2 separate regions of the Sus scrofa genome follow, and region 1 is linked to region 2. The links are chromatin contacts, called in public Hi-C maps. All regions are on one chromosome and are shown on one strand. The core of a region is the stretch at or near the end of the contact, and the rest is flanking DNA. Distances in the headings are between cores, read along the strand shown.

Evidence for each region. Hi-C and Micro-C count contacts between places; a contact is called where the count stands out from the background.
Region 1: a contact with region 2 is called in a Hi-C map of skeletal muscle, with 5 times the contacts expected there. The contact joins two enhancer-like sites. A contact is called at or near these places in 4 of 47 Hi-C or Micro-C datasets (embryonic fibroblasts, psoas muscle and skeletal muscle) and 2 of 2 datasets of contacts at active chromatin or transcription factors (alveolar macrophages and skeletal muscle).

The regions. Positions count from the first base shown.
Region 1 is chr12:50,321,058-50,327,641 of Sscrofa11.1, reverse strand. All of the region lies in intron 1 of UBE2G1 (ubiquitin-conjugating enzyme E2 G1), which reads left to right. Among named protein-coding and RNA genes, the nearest start is that of UBE2G1, 44 kb to the left of the region's middle. Within about 2 kb of position 2,916, at least 2 of the 83 cell types and tissues checked have an H3K27ac peak or open chromatin away from gene starts, as enhancers often do. A contact at or near this core is called in skeletal muscle, where this site is marked.
Region 2 is chr12:50,219,202-50,225,829 of Sscrofa11.1, reverse strand. The region is part of intron 3 of ANKFY1 (rabankyrin-5); the gene reads left to right. Among named protein-coding and RNA genes, the nearest start is that of ANKFY1, 29 kb to the left of the region's middle. Within about 2 kb of position 4,684, at least 15 of the 83 cell types and tissues checked have an H3K27ac peak or open chromatin away from gene starts, as enhancers often do. A contact at or near this core is called in skeletal muscle, where this site is marked.

The sequences.
Region 1 (6,584 bases), core at 1,667-4,166, 100 kb before region 2:
TGTCCAACAGTGGAATTGCTGGATCATATGGTAGCTCTATATTTAGTTCCCTGAAGTACAACCACACTCTTTTCCATAGTGGTTGTACCAATTTACATTCCCACCAATAGTGGAGGAGGGTACCTTTTTCTCCATATTCTCTCCAGCATTTGTGATTTGTTGACTGTTGGTGATGGCCATTCTGATTAGTGTAAGGTGGTACCTCATTGTAGTTTTCATTTGCATTTCTCTAATAATTAGTGATATTGAGCATTTTTTCCATATGCCTGTTGGCCATCCTAATGTCTTCTTTGGAGAAATGTCTATTTAGGTCTTCTGCCCTTTTTTCACTTGGGTTGTTTTTTTGTTTTTTTGTTTTTTTTTCACTTGGGTGGTATTTATTGTTGTTGAGTTGAATGAGTTGTTTGTATATTTTGGAGATTAGGCCCTTGTCTGTTGCATTGTTGGCAAAGATTTTCTCCCATTCTGTGGGTTGTCTTTTAGTTTTTTTAATGGTTTCCTTTTCTATGCATTTTATTTTTATTTATTTTTTATTTTATTAAAAAATCTCGTTACAGTTGATTTTTGTTGTTCTGAGTATTTTTTTTTTCAAGCATTTATTATCTAGTACTGCGTTGTGATTATTAGGTATGTATGTGTTTGCCTTGCCCCCTTGTGATATTAACTGGTCAGTCTACTGTTAGTATCCTGTTTCTTTCTTTCTTTCTTTTTTGCTTTTTAGGGCCACACCCTGGGCATATGGAGGTTCGCAGGATACGGTTTGAATCAGAGCTACAGCTGCTGGCTACAGCCACAGCAGTGTGGTATCTGAACCCTGTCTACCACTGACACCACAGCTCACGGCAAAACCAGAACCTGACCCACATCGTTGCCACTACACTACAATGGGAAATCCCAGTATCCTGTTTCTTAATCCCCATTCCCTTCTTTCTCTCTTTTCTCAGTCATGTATAATTCTTTGTAGTGATTCTATTAAAACACTCGACAGAATGGTTTGTAGTAGCCAGATGGAGGACTGGATGCTTGTATAGTGGTGTTTGATTGGTTCATATAACCAGGACGGACATACTCCTACTTTACATCAGGGTTTCTGAACTTAATTGACCCAATTCCAAAAAGTAATCACCTGGAATGAAGACATTAATGTATATACTAAGGAATTGAATAACCAGTAGTTTCATTGATAAACACAGTATTTGGACAGTTTTCCATAATTGGGCAGAACAATTGCTAAAATAATGGATAACTGTATTTGTCTTAAAAAAAAAAAAGAACTTTGCTTGTGTGAAGTCTGGGAGACCTTGCCTAGTAATAGGTAGCTTGTGAGAAAAAGACCTATATCAATCACTTTTTGTTTCGTCAGAATAGACTAGGTTATGCTGTGATTAAAAAAACACAACCCTAGGGAGTTCCCATCGTGGTGCGGTTGTGGGTTCGATCCCTGGCCTCACTCAGTGGGTCGCGGATCCGGCGTTGCCGTGAGCTGTGGTGTAGGTTGCAGACACAGCTTGGATCCTGCGTGGATAGGCTGGTAGCTATATAGCTCCAATTCGACCCCTCGCCTGGGAACCTCCATATTCTGCGGGTACAGCTCTAAAAAGCAAGAAAACCCCCCCAAACAAACAAAAAACCCCCTACAACCCTAAAATGTCAGTGGCTTCAAACACAAAGTTTTATTCCCAGGAACTCAGGTTGGCAGCGGTCTCTGCTCGCTGAAGTTACTCAGTTAATAGTGCAGCCACCATCTCAAACATTGCCAGAGAGAGGCAGTGTTTTTCTGGAGGTTTTGTTTAACAGTGAAGTTAAACTCTGGCCAGACGTGAATGGAGGCACTTCACTTACAAGTCATTGATCAAGTCTAGGCATGGTACCTCTCAACCACAATGGGGCAAAGAAATGCAGTGTTAATTGTGTGACTGCAGTGGGGGAGAACCTGAAGTATTTGACAGCAGCATTAATAACCAGAACATTTTGGAGTTCCTGTCGTGGCGCAGCGGAAAAGAATCTGACTAGGAACCATGAGGTTGGGGGTTTGATCCCTGGCCTCGCTCAGTGGGTTAAGGATCTGGCATTGCCATGAGCTATGGTGTAGGTCGCAGACATGGCTCGGCTCCTACGTTGCTGTGGCTGTGGCATAGGCCAGCAGCTGTAGCTCCGATTCGACCCCTAGCCTGGGAACCTCCATATAATGCAGGTGCGACCCTAAAAAGACAAAAGACAAGACAAACAGGAATTTTATTACTAGCACATAACAATATTTATGTGACATATTATAGACATTCAGTAAATAAACATTGAATGGATGGCATTGTTCAAGTAGCTAAATTTAAATCTCTAAAAAGGATGTTAGGAAATTGCTGGAAGATTATATTAGAAGAGCTAAGCATTCTTTTAAAAAAAAATTCTACAGTTGTATTGCTTCCTCTTTAGTATCTTTTCCTTAAACATCTTTTTCTTTGTTCCTCCTTTTTTTTTTTTTAATAATTTTTTTTTAATTTTCCCACTGTACAGCAAGGGGGTCAGGTTATCCTTACATGTATACATTACAATTACATTTTTTCCCCCATGTTCCTCCTTTTTAGAGTCCTATGTACAAAAAGTCTTAAGTTGTATAAGTGAGACTGCAGTATCTTACCTGCTTTGGAGGACTGTAAAAACCGCATTCATTGGCTAGGATTATTTCAGTTTAGTCTGGATACAACTTTTATTGGATTAGTAAGAAGAAAGATCTACATGTAAAGACTTCTTTCAGTAGGTAGAAAATGTACCTAAGAATTAAAATTGGCCTTCACATTAAAGCAGTAAATGAATTTGTATCTTAAGGATAGTCTTTTTGCTTTTTAGACCTGCATCCATGGCATATGGAAATTTCCAGGCTAAGGGTTGAATCGGAGCTACAGCTGCTGGCTTAACGCCATAGCCTCAGCAATTGCGATCCAAGCCACTTCTGCTGCCTACACCACAGCTCACGGCAACATTGGATCCATAACCCACTGATTGAGGCCAGGGATTGGACCCTGTCCTCATGGATCCTAGTTGGGTTCATTACCGCTGAGCCACAATGGGAACTTAAGCATAGTCATTTTTATTAAGAGAGTAAGTTATGAGTTGTATGGCAGTTCTGAATACTGTATTGTTGAAATATCAATAGCAGATATTAGCATCCTGTTGGTAATGTGAAACTAGTTTGAAAAGTGCAGTCTTTAATTATTCAACACTTCTTATTTAAATTATGGGAAATGCCTATTTTATGATTTTTGAATAGAACCCAGGTTGTTTACTTAAATAAGGCTTGTTCTTTTCTCCCCCTCCTTCTCAATTTGAGTCTCTGGAATATGTTCTATTTTTACTTGTGGATCTACATACTGAAGCTATCTCTGATTTCATGCTCTGAAGATCAACAAGTGATCCTCTCTTGTAAGATGAGAATTGTGTAATAGGTGACTATTAGAAGAGTAAACAAGTCTTAGTAAACATTTATTGAGGTTTTCCCAGTAAAAGCAATGCTGTACCAAATGTCTTTTGGTACTGTGACTAAAGATAATTCAATAATAAATTCAGTGGCTGGTTTTCTGCTTGATAATTGCTAGAAGTAATTTTTATTTTGTTGAGGCTTTACTTTATGCTTAATTTTAATTTTTTTTATTTTTTATTTTTTGTCTTTATGCTTAATTTTTAAACTAAGCCAGGACTATTGAATTTGAAAAAAGTCTTGCAAATCAAATTTTATCTTAATTTTTATTATAAAATGAAAGTGAAGGCCTTAGAATCTGTTTGGGGGATTTAACCATTTTGGCTCAGAGGTAATGAACCCGACTAGTATCCATGAGAACGAGGGTTTGATTCCTGGCCTTGCTCAGTGGGTTAGGGATCTGGTGTTGTCACGCGCTTCAGTGTAGGTTGCAGGAGTGGCTTGGATCCCGAGTTGCTGTCACTGTGATGTAGGTGGCAGCTTCAGCTCCAATTAGACTCCTAGCCTGTGGACCTCCATATGCCTCTGGTGTGGCCCTAAAAAAAAAAGAATTAGAATATCAACCTTTAATTAAATAGATCTGGGGCAGTGATAATTAACAACTTCTGAACATGGAAGACTGGCAGCACCTGAACCCACATCATAAAAATAGGGACAAACTAGATGTGTGTACCCCGTGATGTGATGCAGTGTTGACACCACTTGTGAAATATTCTTGTACAAAATTCACATCTGAGAGAGTTCCCGCTGTGGCACAGTGGGTTAAGAATCCCAACTGCATTGGCTCCAGTCACCGCACAGGCCACAGGTTCAATCCCCAGCATGGCGCAGTGGGTTAAAGGCTCTGGTGTTGCTGAAGCTGTGGTTCAGTTTCAGTCCCTGGCCGGAGAACTTCCATATGCTGTGGTGTGTCCATTAAAAAAGAAAAATTCAGGAGTTCCAGTTGTGGCTCAGCGGTTAGTGAACCTGACTTGTATCCCTGAGGACATGGGTTTTATCCCTGGTCTTGCTCAGTTGGTTAAGTATCTGGCATTGCTGTGAGCTGTGGTGTAGGTCGCAGATGCAGCTCAGATCTCACATTTCTGTGGCTCAGGTATAGGCCAGTGGCTACAGCTTTGATTCCACCCCTAGCCTGGGAATCTCCATATAACGTGGGTGTGTCCCTTAAAAAAAAAAAAAAAAAGAAAGAAAGAAAAGAAAAAAAGACACACAAAAAATTCACATCTGAATCTGATCAAGCCCCTTGATCTACCAGTTTATAGGAAATACAGGGTGCCAGGAAAATGTTCAAAGACTCCAGAGGAGGATATAATCGGTAAAATCTGGAGGGAGAGTCCATAGAACAAGTGTCGTTTTTGACAAATATGTGACAAGAAAAGGCCAATCAGGAAACCTTTAGAAGAGACATATTAACAAAATACAATGTGAGCATCTTGTTTGGATGAGTCTTGATTCTAACCAACTAACTGTAAATGTAGTCTTTATGGAGAAAAAGTGAAAATTTGAGCTCTGGATATGTGATACTAACAAATTGTTCATCTTTTTTAGGTTGTGATGATAATATTGCTATTACGTTTTAGAATTCATACTAAAATATTGACAGACAGAAGTATGACATCTGAAATTTAAAATCCAGATTGGGGAGTTCCCGTCGTGGCGCAGTGGTTAACGAATCCGACTAGGAACCATGAGGTTGCGGGTTCAGTCCCTGCCCTTGCTCAGTGGGTTCACGATCCGGCGTTGCCGTGAGCTGTGGTGTAGGTTGCAGACGCGGCTCGGATCCCGCGTTGCTGTGCCTCTGGTGTAGGCCGGTGGCTACAGCTCCGATTCAACCCCTAGCCTGGGAACTTCCATATGCCGCGGGAGCGGCCCAAGAAATAGCAACAAACAACAACAAAACAACAACAAAAAAGACAAAAGACAAAAAAAAAAAAATAAAATAAAATAAAATCCAGATTGAGGGAGAATGGTTGGGGATACAGATAAACAACATGGTCCCTGTGATAATAATTGAACCTGGGACATGGGTACATGATAGATCATTTTACTATTTTACTACTTTGCTGAAGATTTTGGCGAGTTTTAAAAAAAGAGATGGGAATTCCCTGGTGGCCTAGTGGTTAACGATCCAGCATTGTCACTGCTGTGGGTTAGGTTGCTGCTGTGGTACAGGTTTGATCCCAGGCCTGGGGACATCTGCATGTTGTAGGCGCAGCCCCCCAAAAAGGGAGACATAATATGCTGATGCTTTGGTCTTACATGAATTACATAAAATTCAGTTTTTATATGTGAAGCAAATGAGTTTTCTCAATTGGTTAAATTTTTTCTTGAGCTGTCTTTTCGGCTAAGACCAGGAGAACTTTTTGGTAATGCTATTTATAATTTGAATTATCTATGAAACTTAAACCCTGCCTCATTTTTTGTGTGTTTCATGGTTGGGCTAAGGATTTTTTTTTTAAAAGTAGGATTAAAATAACTTCTGAGATTCATTCCTTTTGACATTCGCTTTAGTACTAGGGCAAGCTATATAGAAAACCTTTTATCACACTATTTTTTTTTCCTTTTTACGGCCGCATCTTTGGCACATGGAAGTTGTTGGGCTAGGGAGGTCAAATCCGAGCTGCAGCTGCCAGCCATAGCCATAGCCATAGCCGTAGCCACACCAGATCCAAGCCATGTTTTCGACCTATACCGCAGCTTGCAGCAACGTGGAATCCTTTAACCCACTGAGTGAGACCAGGGATTGAACTTGGATTATTATGGATACTAATTGGGTTCTTAACCCACTGAGCCCCAGTGGGAACTCCCATACTATTTAAAAAAAAAATTATTGAAGTATAGTTGATTTACAATGTTGTGTTAATTTCTGCTGTACAGCAAAGTCAGTTTTATATATTTTCGTGTCCTTTTTCCATTATAGTTTAATTACAGGATATTGAATATAGCTCCCTGTGTTAAACAGTAGAACCTTGTTGTTTATCCAACATCTGTATATATATCTGCATTTGTTAGGCCCAAACTCCCAGTTCTTCTGTCCCCACCCTCCCTCTTGGCAACTGCAAGTCTGTTCTCTATATCTTTGAATCTGTTTCTGTTTTGTAGATACGTTGAT
Region 2 (6,628 bases), core at 3,435-5,934:
TGCTATAAATATGGGAGCATGTGTAGACAAAGAAATTTTTCTTCCACTCCAAGGAAAAAATCCTGCTGCTGTTTAGTTGCTTAAAATTTAATCATTACTGCCAAAGTAATTTTCCTGATCTGTAAGAACTGAATTCAGAAGTAACAGTTGCTCCAAAAATAAGAATATTCTTTCCTCTTTCTTTTTTTTATAGTGATTTTTATTTTTTCCATTAAAGCTGGTTTAGTATATTCTTTCTTCAACATCTAAGAATGACCATCAGTCTTCAGAATTTGAATAGGTGCACTGAAAAAAAAAAAAGGAAAATGAATAGCACATTGAGCTATTTAATGTTATTTGTTTTATGCCACAATATGTTGTATAGAATTTGGGTTAATATGGTGATTAAGGAGACTTAAAAACATCTTTCAGAAGTTGATTTCAAAATCGTGTTTTTTTTAGTTCTTGCCTAACTGCTGCTAAAAGAAATAAAAAGAGCAAATTTCCAATTTAATTTTGCAATTAATAGTCGAGAGATTACCACATAAGGAGCGTACCCAGGCATTAAGATAGATTTACTTGTAGAAGTGATTGGCTGTGTGCAAAGTCTGCTGAATTATGTCTTTGTTCAAAAGGTTTGCCAGTTCGGGAATTCTCTGGTGGCCTAGCAGTTAAAGGATCTGGCGTTATCACTGCTGTGGCACAGGTTTGATCGCTGGCCTGGAAACTTCCTCATGCCATGCGTGTGGCCAAAAAAAAAAAAAAAAGTTTGCCAATTCAGAAGGTGCTGTTTTCCACGGGCAGTGCTAGGAACCCTGAGAGGGTTGTAACACTCTCCTTGCCATATACAGTTCATACTCTGTTGGAGGAAAGGGGTTAATAAATCATTTCAGGCCAGGGCTGTATACTCAGTAGTGTAATTGCTGTATGTCTGAGGTACAGAAGCGATTAACTTGGGCTGGGGAGGAAGATGGCAGAGGTGGCTAACACCTGGGCAGTGTTGCACAGGTTCAGTAGGCATTTATCTCAAGGACATGGGGGAGTAGATGTCTGCTGCTTTCCCACTGTGAGTGAACTCTGTCTCACTATGTTCATTTCTAAGTTTAACCCGAGGGGCGTAATTCATAGTTGGAAACACACAACATACATACATGTCTGTACATGTGTGTCTGCATCCGTCCCTGAACTAAAACCTCTACTTGGGTAACAGCTTTTATTGGAAGGGCACCAGTCTCCATGATTGAAATCTCTGAACAGAGTTTTTCTTTTTTAAAAATAGAACTTTTGGGCGTTCCCATCATGGCTCAGCAGTGAGCGAACCCTGACTAGTATCCATGAGAATGAGAGTTGGATCCCTGGCCTTGCTCAGTAGGTTAAGGATCCGGTGTTTCTGCAAGCTGTGGCGTGGGTCGAAGACACAGCTCAGATTCTGAGTTGCTGTGGCGTGGGGGTCGCAGACACAGCTCAGATTCTGAGTTGCTGTGGCGTAGGTCGCAGACACAGCTCAGATTCTGAGTTGCTGTGGCTGTGGTGCAGGCTGATGGCTACAGCTCCAATTGGACCCTGAGCCTGGGAACCTCCATATGCCATGGGTGTGGCCCTGAAAGACCAAAAAAAAAAAAAAAAAATTAAAAAATTGCAATATAGCCTTTTGGAGTTCCTGTTGTGGCACAATGGAAATTAATCTGACTAGTATCCAGGAGGATGCAAGTTTGATCCCTGGCCTCGATCAGTGGGTTAAGGATCCGCCATTGCTGTGAGCTGTGGGGTAAGTCGAAGATGCGGTGCAGATCTGGCGTGGCTGTGACTATGGTGTAGGCCGGCAGCTGTAGCTCTGATTTGACCCCTAGCCTGGGAACCTCCATATGCTACAGGTACAGCCCTAAAAAGCAAAAATAAATAAATAAATAAATAATCTTTGGAAGCCATATTATCTTTGACCCCATGTAACAGAGCTGTGGATAGCAAAAAACCCTTTAGATCATGAGATGTTTTTCACAGAATACTTGATAGAATTACATGAACAGATAGTTTTCAAAGACTAGTATAGATAATAAAATGCTGAAAATTCAACTTTGTTAGAAAAAAAATTTAGGAGTTCCCGTCGTGGCGCAGTGGTTAACGAATCCGACTAGGAACCATGAGGTTGCGGGTTTGGTCCCTGCCCTTGCTCAGTGGGTTAATGATCCGGCGTTGCCGTGAGCTGTGGTGTAGGTTGCAGACGCGGCTCGGATCCCGCGTTGCTGTGGCTCTGGCGTAGGCTGGTGGCTACAGCTCCGATTCGACCCCTAGCCTGGGAACCTCCATATGCCGCAGGGGCGGCCCAAGAAATAGCAAAAAGACATAAAAAAAAAAAAAAAAAAATTTAGGATAAGTTGCCATCTCTTGATACCTAAAATACCAAAAATTTGATGATCCCAGTAGTCGTGAGGCTTGTGAAGGTTGCACTCTTGAACACTGCCAGTCACGTGATAATGGGTATGATGGTTTTAGAAAACTGCTAGGCAGCTGAGCTATAAAATTGTCTTTTTTTTTTTTTTAACCTCATCATCTGACTTCTAGGTGATTCAGACAGCATAGATGTTTATCATGGTTTATGTGTAACTGCGAAATACTGAATGTAACCAAATTGAGTAAAAGTGGGGAAAAATGAAATATGACTGCTCCCCAGAACAAACAAAATTACATGAGAACACAGAAAATTGCATCAGTATATAAAAAGCTAAATTTAAACATTGAACTGAAAACCTTGCTTTTCCTTTTTTTTTTTTTTTTAATTACATCACAACATTTAAGAGTTGCTTTAACAAGTAACCATCTGACCCATAATATTGTGTCACTGGAAATCAGATTTTTCTAGAGTTTAGGAAGGTATCATGTTAATGCCTTTAAATGTCCCTGGATGCCCTACTGTTGTCAGTGATCAACTCGGTTTGATCCTGCAGTGAGGTTTGCTTTTAGGAGCGAGCACTGCAGAGCCAGCGTTTTTTGTGGCTTTGGTAGATCAGGCACCTACTGGAGTAGCTGTGGTAGAGCCTATGGCATCTGTGCTTTGCTTTATGAAGTTTATCTTTGGAGGGTGTCATGGGAGAGGGTTCCACCAAGGTGGTGGCCTCTGGGGACTTCTTCATGTTTGTGTGCTTTGTCCAGTAGTCCTGCTGCCCAGCCTGTGTGGGCATGGGTGCGATTGCCCTAAATCTGGGGTTGCAGCAGCTGAAACTGCCTCCGGAGCCTGCATGTTATGCGATAGCTGGAAACACTACCGCTCGTGGCCGGCCAGGCGTTGAGGGAGAATAGAAATAGGTGCTTGTAAACAAGTGTATAAATAGCATGTGTAAAAAGCTATGTTTTAAGTGGTTGAACCTTTTCCACACTAATGGGCTTGGGGATAAAGCCATTTTGTGAATTTATTTGGTGTTTTGTTTCTTCAGAATTACTCCATTAGTATCACAGATGCTGAGTGCCAGACACTTTTCAGGTACTAGGGGGATAGTAGTGAACAAAACTAAATTCCTAGGAGAGATTGACAGCCTAAGCTTCACACTTTCTTTTGAAGATCTTGTGTAATTGACATTGCTTAAAATTCAAAACAAGCAAATCTTTAATTCTGTTAATTATGAGAATTTTAGCACGTCAGTGATGGTATTATATAGCAAGTGTTTAAAGTGTATTTGAACATGGAAATTTTCTTAAATCATACCTTGTTCAAAAAGGTAAAATGTTTTGGAGTTCCTGTTGTGGCTCAGTGGTAACGAAACCCAGCTGGTATCTATGAGGACTTGGGTTCCATCCCTGGCCCTGCTCCCTGGGTTAAGGATCTGGTGTTGCTGTGGCTGTGGCATAGGCCAGCAGCTGCAGCTCCGATTCTACCCCTAGTTTGGGAACCTAACTAGGGGTAGTATGCTACAGGTGCAGCCCTATTAAAAAAAAAAAATGTTTTGTGCCTGATGCAATGACAAAAACACAGTCACTTCTCTAGGATTCTTGCCGTAAATGCATAACCTTAGTCTAATTATAAGAAAGCATCAGTCTAACCCAAATTGAGGAACATTCCACAGATTAAGTGAGCCACAATGGAGCTCCTAATCACCTGGTTTTAATAATCGTACTATGATTGTGCTAATATTAGGGGAAGGTGGGTAAAGGATGTATGGGAACTCTTGTCTGCACCTGCTCTGTAAATCTTAAATTGTTTCAAGAAAGATAAAAAGATATAAATTTGGAGTTCCTGTTGTGACTTGGTGGAAATGAATCTGACTAGCATCCATGAGTACACAGGTCGATCCCGGGCCTTGCTCAGTGGGTTAAGGATCCGGTGTTGCCATGAGCTGTGGTGTAGGTCGCAGACAGGGCTCGGATCCCGTGTTGCTGTGACTCTGGCGTAGGCTGGCAGCTACAGCTCCAATTGGACTGTGGGTGTGGCCCTAAAAAAAGACCAAAGAGAGGGGGAAAAATATAAATTTGCTTTTTATTGATTATTTTACATATAAAGATATGTTTATAAAGATGCTGACTGTTCACTCGGGAAGAGAAGACTGTAACCGTTAGCTCAACACAGTATAACAAATCATGAGCTTTGGAGGAAAGCAGATATTTCAGTCTCAGTGAAGTAAAGCAGTTTGCTTCAGGCTCAGTGATTGGTTTATAGCCTCTGTAGCACTTGAGCCTAGCAGCTGACCCTGTGCGAGGTTCCAGGGCGGTAGAAGGCTGTTTTGAAGCTAGAGTTTCTTGCATGCTTTCTCCAGCAAAGGTCTTATGGTTCTCTGGCATAAGAGTTTATGGTGAGTCATTCAGCTTTCCTGGAATGTGTTCTGGGTCCTGTCGAGCCGTTCCGAGGAACGGGCAGCATCCTGCTTTGCTCTTTGCCGTCCAGGTGGGGAAACTGCTCATGAACGCACAGACCTGGGAGGTGGCACTGTGCAGTTGAAGGGGCAGGTGCTCAGACTGCGGGCTCAGGCACCCTAAGGTGCTACCGCAAACCCTCAAGGCCAGTGATGTTTTACATTTTCAAGAGAAACAAGGCGATATCTGTTGGATACCATGGGAACTACTAGCTCAAGATTGTTCATTTTCAGTATTTTGATGATATCCTTGGTAGTTTTAAATGTGTCCCTAAATTATTTGCTATTCTTCCCTTCAAAAGGTGGGGAATTCTTCTCTGGAGTGTAGGCGGACTGAGCTGGTGGTAGAAGTGATACTTCAGAGAGGTTCTTTCTTAGGCGTGTGCCTTCTTCCTGGCTGTGTTTCGGATTGCTCGCTTTGGAAGAAGTTGGCTGCTGTGTCATGAGGACTCTCAAACAGCCTTTGCGGCCTCTTGCTAACAGCTGAGACCCTCTCCCAGAGATTCTCTTAGAGCTTCACGGAATCTATTTTATCTGTGGTCATGTCTCCTTACTCGATCCTAACATGACTTTTGTGTTTTTCTCTAATCTTTGGTTATTCTTGAATTGTCTGTGTGTTGGTTAAAATAGTCTGCCTTGGAGTTCCCATCGTGGCTCAGTGGTTACCGAATCCGACTAGGAACCATTAGGTTGCGGGTTCGGTCTCTGCCCTTGCTCAGTGGGTTAAGGATCCAGTATTGCTGTGAGCTGTGGTGTAGGTCGCAGATGTGGCTTGGATCTGGTGTTGCTGTGGCTGTGGTGTAGGCTGGCAGCTGTAGCTCCAATTTGACCCCTAGCCTGGGAACCTCCATATGCCGAGGGAACAGCCCTAGAAAAGGCAAAAAAACAAACTAAAAATAAAAATAAAAAATAAAATAGTCTGCCTTAATAATAATCGTAGGAATTCTCATTGTGGCTCAGTGGTAAGGAACCTGACTAGTATCCATGAGGTTGTGGGTTTCATCCCTGCCCTTGCTAAGTGGGTTAAGGATCTGGCATTGCTGTGAGTTGTGGTGTAGGCTGGCAGCTGCAGCTCCAGTTCAGCCCTTAGCCTGGAAACTTCAGTATGTCGTGGGTGCAGCCCTAGAAAAAACAAAGAAAAAGGAAAAAAAATAATCATAGCAAATTTTTATATAGCAATTACTATTTGGTGCAGCAGGTATTAATGCATATATCTTTACAATAATACTTTGAGGAGTATTATCTTTAATGCTTTTAGAATAATACTCTTATAGATGAGGAAATTGTGAAGCAATATTAAATAACTCCCTCAAGGTCACACAATAGTAATGGTCCAAGCTGGGGTTTGACCCCAGTTATTTGAGCTGCAGAATCCATGTCATTAACCACAAGGCTGTGCTGCCTCTCACTTTTGGTTTCTTTTTCTTCTGACTTTATTGAGATATAAAGGAAGTGAAATAAATTGCCCACAGTAAAAGTGTACAGTTTGATTAGTTTTGACGTAACTGTGAAGCCATCACCACGTGGAATAACGAACATTTTCTTTATTTTGTTTTTGCTTTTTAGGGCTGCGCCTACGGCATATGGAGGTTCCCAGGCTAGGGGTCGAATTGGAGCTGTAGCTGCCAGCCTATGCCAGAGCCACAGCAACTCAGGATCTGAGCCATGTCTGCGACCTACACCACAGCTCATGGCAATGCCGGATCCTTAACCCACTGAGCAAGGCCAGGGATCGAACCTTTGTCCTCGTGGATATCAGTCAGGTTTGTTTCCACTGAGCCACAATGGTAGCTCCTCGTGTATGTTAT